2 separate regions of the Mus musculus genome follow, and region 2 is linked to region 1. Evidence: chromatin contacts called from public HiChIP or PLAC-seq data. All regions are on one chromosome and are shown on one strand. The core of a region is the stretch at or near the end of the contact, and the rest is flanking DNA. Distances in the headings are between cores, read along the strand shown.

The links. HiChIP or PLAC-seq counts read pairs in DNA pulled down with a chosen protein or histone mark.
Region 2: a contact with region 1 is called in an H3K27ac HiChIP or PLAC-seq map of embryonic stem cells, with 10 times the contacts expected there. The contact joins the promoter of Kcnc4 here to the promoter of Kcnd3 in region 1. A contact is called at or near these places in 4 of 39 promoter capture datasets (cranial neural crest, liver, pre-B cells and 1 more), 2 of 484 Hi-C or Micro-C datasets (both in embryonic stem cells), 2 of 115 datasets of contacts at active chromatin or transcription factors (both in embryonic stem cells) and 2 of 9 other capture datasets (adipose tissue and embryonic stem cells).

The regions. Positions count from the first base shown.
Region 1 is chr3:105,450,583-105,454,210 of GRCm38.p6, reverse strand. Kcnd3 (potassium voltage-gated channel, Shal-related family, member 3) reads right to left here and starts at 2,321. Exons shown (of 8, transcript NM_019931.2): 1 at 1,494-2,321. It overlaps Kcnd3os (potassium voltage-gated channel, Shal-related family, member 3, opposite strand), which reads left to right and starts at 1,256. Exons shown (of 4, transcript NR_040759.1): 1 at 1,256-1,658; 2 at 2,541-2,696; 3 at 2,783-3,082.
Region 2 is chr3:107,457,602-107,461,053 of GRCm38.p6, reverse strand. Kcnc4 (potassium voltage gated channel, Shaw-related subfamily, member 4) reads left to right here and starts at 2,156. Exons shown (of 4, transcript NM_145922.3): 1 at 2,156-2,853. The coding sequence starts at 2,164.

The DNA of each region.
Region 1 (3,628 bases), core at 1,072-3,571:
ACGTCTATTTTAGAAGCAGAGGGTCAAAAAAAAAAAAAAAAAAAAAGGCAGACCTCCTGTCCTGGGGGGTTGACACTTCCATTTCACCTGAACAGACACAAAGCAGAAAAACAAACAAAAAAAAAAAAGTCACATCACCAAGATCTGCCCTTCAATGACCTCGGAGGAGAGTCCTCAGAAATCAGAGCTGGTCTGGGGAACTGTTTCACGCCCCCAGGGAGTCTGTCCCGTGTCTGCGGGATTTTGTTGGGTATGAAATGAGCATGGGGGCCATGCTGGAGATCCCGTGGGGCACAGGCCTGGGACCTGCAGATCCTCTTCTTTACAGTGCCTCTCCTAGCTCCTAGGATGGCCAGTGCAGTTTCCCCAAACTCTTTCTCCAGCCTCCTCAACGGCAAAAGGAAGCCGCTGTTAATCGTTCTTCCTCTGGAGGTCCCTTGTGTACTTACGTCTTATAGCATTCAAGACGCAACATGGAAAAAAAATAAACACATCAGCTCCTTTCAGTGGGCCGGTATGTGTCCACATGGGGAAATGTACACACGCTTTGCATTGAATGAATGCCCAGAATCCCCCTTCCCCCCGCTTTCCGAGATTAAACCTTCAGGTTCCCTGGAAGTAACAGTAAATAAGGCATCGATTCAAGCATCACCTACATTCATGCATGACCACCCTGTAAAACCTGATTACTGATTGCATTGTGCCGCCTATCACCCCGTGAAAGTTCAGAGGCTCCGTCAAATACACGGAGACTTTCTTTGCCTTGATTTCAGGTCTGGAACCTCTCAGCCTGTTGCTGACTTATCAAGGCTGCCCGGGATAAAAGGAGAACAACGTGGGCTGAATTAAATGCCAGCACTAAGAAAGCACAGGAATCTAGTTGATTTCCAGGTAACTTCTCTGCCCATCCCTAGTGTAAACACTCTGTTAAAACAAATTTGAACCCCCTTCCCTATGGTCTCTCGGGACACTTATGGGACCTTTCCCGGGAAAGAAAAGATGTGCCAGGCAGGACGAGCTGGACCAGCCTCATCCTCTAACAGGCAAACACAGGCTCGCCTGGCTGGAGAACTTTGCAAAGCGCCCCAAACGGCTCCCAGCTTCCACTCTCAGCCATTTCTCTTCTCAGCTCACAAAGAGCGGGGACGGAGCAAACCGTCGCCACCTGCAGCCAGGTCCCGGGGCGCTGCTCCTGGCGCCCGGCGAGGGAAGGCAGGCCAATGGCAAGAGGGCAGAGGTTCACACCCCCACCCCCAAACCTCTCGGCGCCCCAGTGCCCGGAGGTGGCTCTGCAGCCCAGGGAACCGACGCCCCCAGGCCGGCTGCTTGCTCCCCCACGGCCCGGCCCCACCCCCAATCCTTCCGGCGCCCCAGCGCCCACCCACCCGGGCGCGGGAGTGGGAGGGTGCCGCGTGGGCAGCGGGAGCAACAGGCGTGGGAGCAGCGCTCCTCGCACTTGCTGTCTCTGGGAGGCTCGGTCGTTTCCCTCTTACCTTCGCCGAAGCCAGCCCCAGGCCCCGCGCCCCGCGCGCGCGAGGAAGCTGAGGCCAGGGGCCGCCGAGGCGCAGAGCGCCCAGCAGCGCGGGGAAGCGCCCAGCAGCCGCCGCTCGGGCGGCTCCTCCTCGCCGGCGAAGTCTCGCTCGTCCCTCCTTCACTCGGTCGGTTCGTGCGTCGGTCCGTCCGTGGGGCCGTTCCTCCCCCGCTGCCGCCGCCGCCGCCGCCGCCACCGCCACCGCCGCTCCAGCCCGGGCTTGGCAGCGTGTCCCCTCCCCGCCTAGCCGCTCCGCTCTCGGGCTCGTGAGCTCCGGTTCGCTCGTTCCCTGCCCCCGCCGCCGCTGATGCCGGGCAGAGCGGAGCCGGGCCGGCCACGGGCTGCCTCTCCCGAGGAGGCGGTGGGGGCGCGGCGCGGGCGGGGCGGAGAGGAGAGTCCGGGGGAGGCGGCGAGGCTGCGCCCTCCGCTCCCCACCGATCCCCACGGGCCGAGCGGCCCCAGGCCGGGCCCGAGAGAGCAGAGCGGCCAGGCTGCGGAGGGAGCGAGGAGGAGGACCCGGGAGCCTAGCCGCCGGAGGGTGCCCAGGGCGAGGGCGTGCGAGGGGGAGTGACTCTGCGCGAGGGTGTGTGTGTGTGTGTGTGTGTGTGTGTGTGTGTGTGTAGGGCGCGCGCGTGAGTGGGGGGGCTGCAGCGGGGGGGGGGAGGCGGGGAGACTAGGCAGAGCCTGGTGCGTCTCCCCAGGAGAGTGGAGGAATCCTAGGGTGTGCCTGGAGGTGGTAGTGGAGTGTGCGGACGCGAGTGTGAGCGCGTGTGCCGGCGAGGGTGGGCATGGGGCGAGCGTGGCAAGGTGAGCTTGGCTTGGGGGTGGGGGAGGAGCCGGGCGTGCGGCGTGATCGTGAGTTCGGGGGCGTGTGTGGCTGGGGACTTAGGAAGAGGTGGTAGGGAGCGCTGGCGTGTATGCGCGTGGGGTGTGTACACTTAACTGGCTGTCTGTTTCCCATTCACTGTCCACGCGGTAGAGCAACTAACTCCTCTCCTTGGTCACCTAGTGAGGTGCAGCTGGTCGCCGCGCAAGCTTACAGGCTGACCCTGAACAGTCAGGTGTGTTTGCCAAAGCTGGGAAGATCCCACGGAAGACAAACTGCCTTTATCTCCGCGTAAGAGCCACTGTCGTTCAGGAGTGACCTCTGACACATGGCCAGAAGGTCAGGATTCGCTCCAATACCCCACCACGAATACCCAGAATTAAGACTGGGGATTTAGGAACTCTCATTTCTCTATCTTTCCAAAGCGGGCCCAGGCCCTGGATCCTTTCCAGAGCCCAGAGTTATCTATTGCTTAGTACTCGGACCCAGCGTGAGGAGTGGGACAACCACGGGAGCATAGGATCCAGCTGAGAGTCCCAGGACCATCGCGGCAGCAGAGTAGAGCCCAGTCCTGGCTGCTAAGCCAAACCGTGGCCGGCTTTCCCTGTGTCTCCGGCCTGGGTGCTGGGACTCCCGAGCCTGGAGATCGCGAAGCAAGCAGCTTCGTGCCTCTGCCCGGACCGGAACGCCTTGGCTTGAGAGATGGCAGCTCTGAGTATGGAAAGGTGTGTGCTGAAACACAAAAGCAGAGGAAAGAGAAATGTGCGGAGAGGGTGAAGGCGTGAGTCAAGAATAGGGTTTCTGGTTTGTGGCAAACCGATCCTGTTCCAGAAGTGCAAGTCGAGGAGTAGTTATTGAGGTCTCAGCTACTCTGGGCCTCCAGTACTTCTGAGCTTCTTTTTCATAGGCTCACTTACCCTAACCAAAGCTCCTTTAAGTTTGTCAGTATGAAAGGTGTACAATTGGCCCTTCAAGAGGTGGGTGTGGACCCCATTAACATTTGCCCAGAGTCCAAGAACCCCGTGAGATTTGCATACTCATTTGCATACAGTACTAATGATTAACAACACTGCCACTCCCTGGCCAACCCTGGAAGAATTCAGGGAAGGCCCTGGCGAGGATTCTCCCTCCCTCCTCTATTTGGGAGAGGTTTTTGTTGTTGTTGCTACTGCTAGTGGTGGTGGGGTTTTGTTTTGTTTTTTTGTTTTTTAAATCTCAGTTGAATTGACTCCTGAGAGAAGGTTCTCTGTCTCTGAGAAGCCTGGTCCCAG
Region 2 (3,452 bases), core at 907-3,406, 2.0 Mb before region 1:
TTTGGATACGGCAGCTTCTCAATTACTTAGCAAATGGGTCCTCAGAGGCGGGCACTGTGGGTGTTATCAAGATGAAAAAACACAGTGCAGCCTAGAGGAACCCGGAGTCTGGGAGAGAAGTCAAGTGCAAGGACTGGGACAGTAATAGGACAGTAAGACAGCATGAGGCAGAGTATGGCACCTCCTAAGTTCCCTTCATTGCAACAGGGAGCCAGGCCTTCAACCTGATGATCTTAAGGGACACAAGGACACACTCATAAACCATTTCTCTACTGAGAGCAGCAGGTTTAGGACTTCTCTCCACCTAGCCCAGAAACATTTCTCTGCCCAAGGCCGTGCTGTCCTGGCTCCAAGGTGGAGGCTGTGGTGAATATGTCAGAGATCATAAATATCAAGATCGAGAGCATCCAAGACGCAGGATGGGGCCATGGTGGTCTGACCAGGTTTCTGGAGGAGGAGAGAAGGAGGCTCTTCCTTGATGTAGTCTTGCCATTCTATTCCACCCTGGCTTCCAGTCAGCCACAATGAAACAGTGAAACTGCAACAATACAACCAGCTTAGCTGTAAGGGATACACAGGTTAGACTCTGCGTGAGGAGGTGCAGAGAAACAGACAGGAAGAGAGAGAGGTTAGAGGTCAGGGGTCGGGAGCGCTCAGGTGTCACCAAGGGCTGCAGTGGGTGGAGCTGAGGGCTACGGAGAGGCGGGGAGTGGGGCCGAGAGGGGATGGAAGCGGAGGCGCGCAGGGGCGGCGCGCGACGCTGGGCACTGGCTGCTAGCGGGTTACGCGCCTCCGCTGGGCTGGGATGCGCGGATGAAGGCTGAGCTCTGCTGCCCGAGCTCCGCAACGCCCCAGGTCGGCCTTGCGCCTCGCAGCGCCGCGCCCACCCCGCCCCGCGGAGGGTGCGCCCTGGTCAGGCGAGGCCGAGAGGAAAAGGCGCCACTTGGAGCGTCGCATCCTCTGTCATCGCGGGAGGGAGTCGCAGAGCCCTTTGAGCCCCATTCCTCTGGCGCCCAGGCGCTCCCTTCCCTAGACCACCTCGCGCCCGCCCCTAGCAGGGAGCCAAGGCCGGCGCCCCGCCCGGAGATGGGCAGACGCGCAGATGGCGCGGCTCCCGGCGGCGCCAGATCTCAGGAACCCGGCGCCGGGGCGCTGCGCTGAGGCTCCCTCTTGGCGCGGCCCAGGAAGCCTGCAGGTGTCCTTGGCCATTCGGCCACCGCCCGGGACACTCCGCCAGCACCCGGTGCCTGGCTCTTCAGAGCAGCCCCGCCCTCCAGGCTCTGCGCCGCGCAGGACGCCCCGTCTGAACCCCCCCTCGTCCCGGCGCGGCCCCCGCAGCGCTGCATCCAGCCCGGCGCAGCTCCCGGCCACGGACGCAGGACCCAGGCTCGCTGCTGCGGGCGCGCTTGTTTTCCTGCCGCCTGGTCCTGAGCAACCCCCACCCGCTGGTCCGTCTCGCTCGACTCAACCCCGCCCGCCATCGGTGCTCCGCGCTGGATTTATGAATGGGGGGAACGGGCCACATGCCCGCCACCGCCGCCTCGAGTTGACCGCACACTGCCCGGCCCCGCAGAGCTCTGGCTACCGTAGGAGCATCCGCCCGGCCCCGGTAGCCGCTCCGAGGACTTGTTGCTGTTACGCTGCTGCCTCCGCCGCTGCCGCCGCCCGGAGAAACCCTGCCGCCTTCGGGCTCGCCGCGTTCTAGGAGCCAAAGGGTGGCCCGTGTGAGTGTGAGCGCGCGCGCCGCGGACCCTCGCAGTGCTCTGGGACTGTGCGCTTCTCTGCCTTTCTGGGGTCGGGGGGGCGTGTCCCCGGCCCAGAGCATCCTTGTGCTTGCCCCTACCTCCTGGGACCCCGGACCCTTTGGTTTGAGTCCTCGACCCAGGTCTTCACCTCCTGCCTCCACTAGGTTCTGCCTGCCTAAATCCCAACCACCTGTGCACCACAGAAAGCCAACTCTTCCTGCTCCGCGCCCCGGGGGGGTTGGGGGGGAGGCAGGGGCAGAGCCACTCCGCAGAAGGGGCCGCTACCACCTCCTGCCTCCTCCTCCTCCTCCACCTCCTCCTTGTCGTCTCCTCCCCCTCCCCGTTCTGACGCTGCCTCCTTGGGAAGGGTGTTTGGAGGGCAGCGGCCGCCCCAAGCCGGAGCCCCGCAGCGCTTCTTATGATCAGCTCGGTGTGTGTCTCCTCCTACCGCGGGCGCAAGTCGGGGAACAAGCCTCCGTCCAAAACATGTCTGAAGGAGGAGATGGCCAAGGGCGAGGCGTCGGAGAAGATCATCATCAACGTGGGCGGCACGCGACATGAGACCTACCGCAGCACCCTGCGCACCCTACCGGGCACCCGCCTTGCCTGGTTGGCGGATCCCGACGGCGGGGGTCGGCCAGAGTCGGATGGCGGCGGTGCAGGCAGCAGCGGCAGCAGCGGCGGCGGCGGCGGCGGCGGGGGCTGTGAGTTCTTCTTTGATCGGCACCCGGGTGTTTTTGCCTATGTGCTCAACTACTACCGTACGGGCAAGCTGCATTGCCCCGCAGACGTCTGTGGGCCTCTCTTTGAGGAAGAGCTCACCTTCTGGGGTATCGATGAAACAGATGTGGAACCCTGCTGCTGGATGACCTACCGGCAGCACCGCGATGCTGAGGAGGCACTGGACATCTTCGAGAGCCCGGACGGGGGCGGGGGTGGCGCAGGGCCAGGCGACGAGGCTGGCGACGATGAGCGGGAGTTGGCCTTGCAGCGCCTGGGCCCCCATGAAGGAGGCTCTGGCCCTGGTGCTGGGTCCGGAGGGTGCCGTGGCTGGCAGCCCCGAATGTGGGCGCTCTTCGAGGATCCCTACTCATCCCGGGCGGCCAGGGTGAGTGGCAGAAGCCAGGATCTCCCCATCTCCGTGCCCAAGGGTTTCTTGGTGTTAGTGTTGGTAGGTCAGATGGGGAGGGGGTTGGAAGGAGACTGACGTACCTGGCAGACGATAACTACCTGCCTCCTAACACCCACCCTCCTTGGTCTCCTGCATGCTCCATCAGGAAATTGCACACACTTAACTTACTACTTGGACCTGATCCGAGCTGTCTGCTCTGGCACATGCCCCTCAGTGAGTGGCAAGCCTTCAACTTGAGCATTTCTCACTCCTTTTTGATCAGCACAATTGCCCTCCACAGGACCACAAAGTCCTGGAGAGCTTAAACTTGGCCTTTTTCAGGGGTGAGGCCGGATCAAGAGAAGGAACCGTGGATTATGTAGGACACTTAACCTGTTTCTATCCTGCCAGCAGCTCTGTATGCAGGCGCCTATGGATTTCAGAAAAGGGGGGGGGGGCATAGTTTCTAGAATACCTGTCTCATAAAGGACAGAGATTCCCCAGAACACAGGCCCCCTCTCCTGAGAGAGGGCATTTTCTCCTAGGAGCAGGCCATGTCCCAAGGCTTTCTGTACCTCAGTCACAGCCTGGCTGCT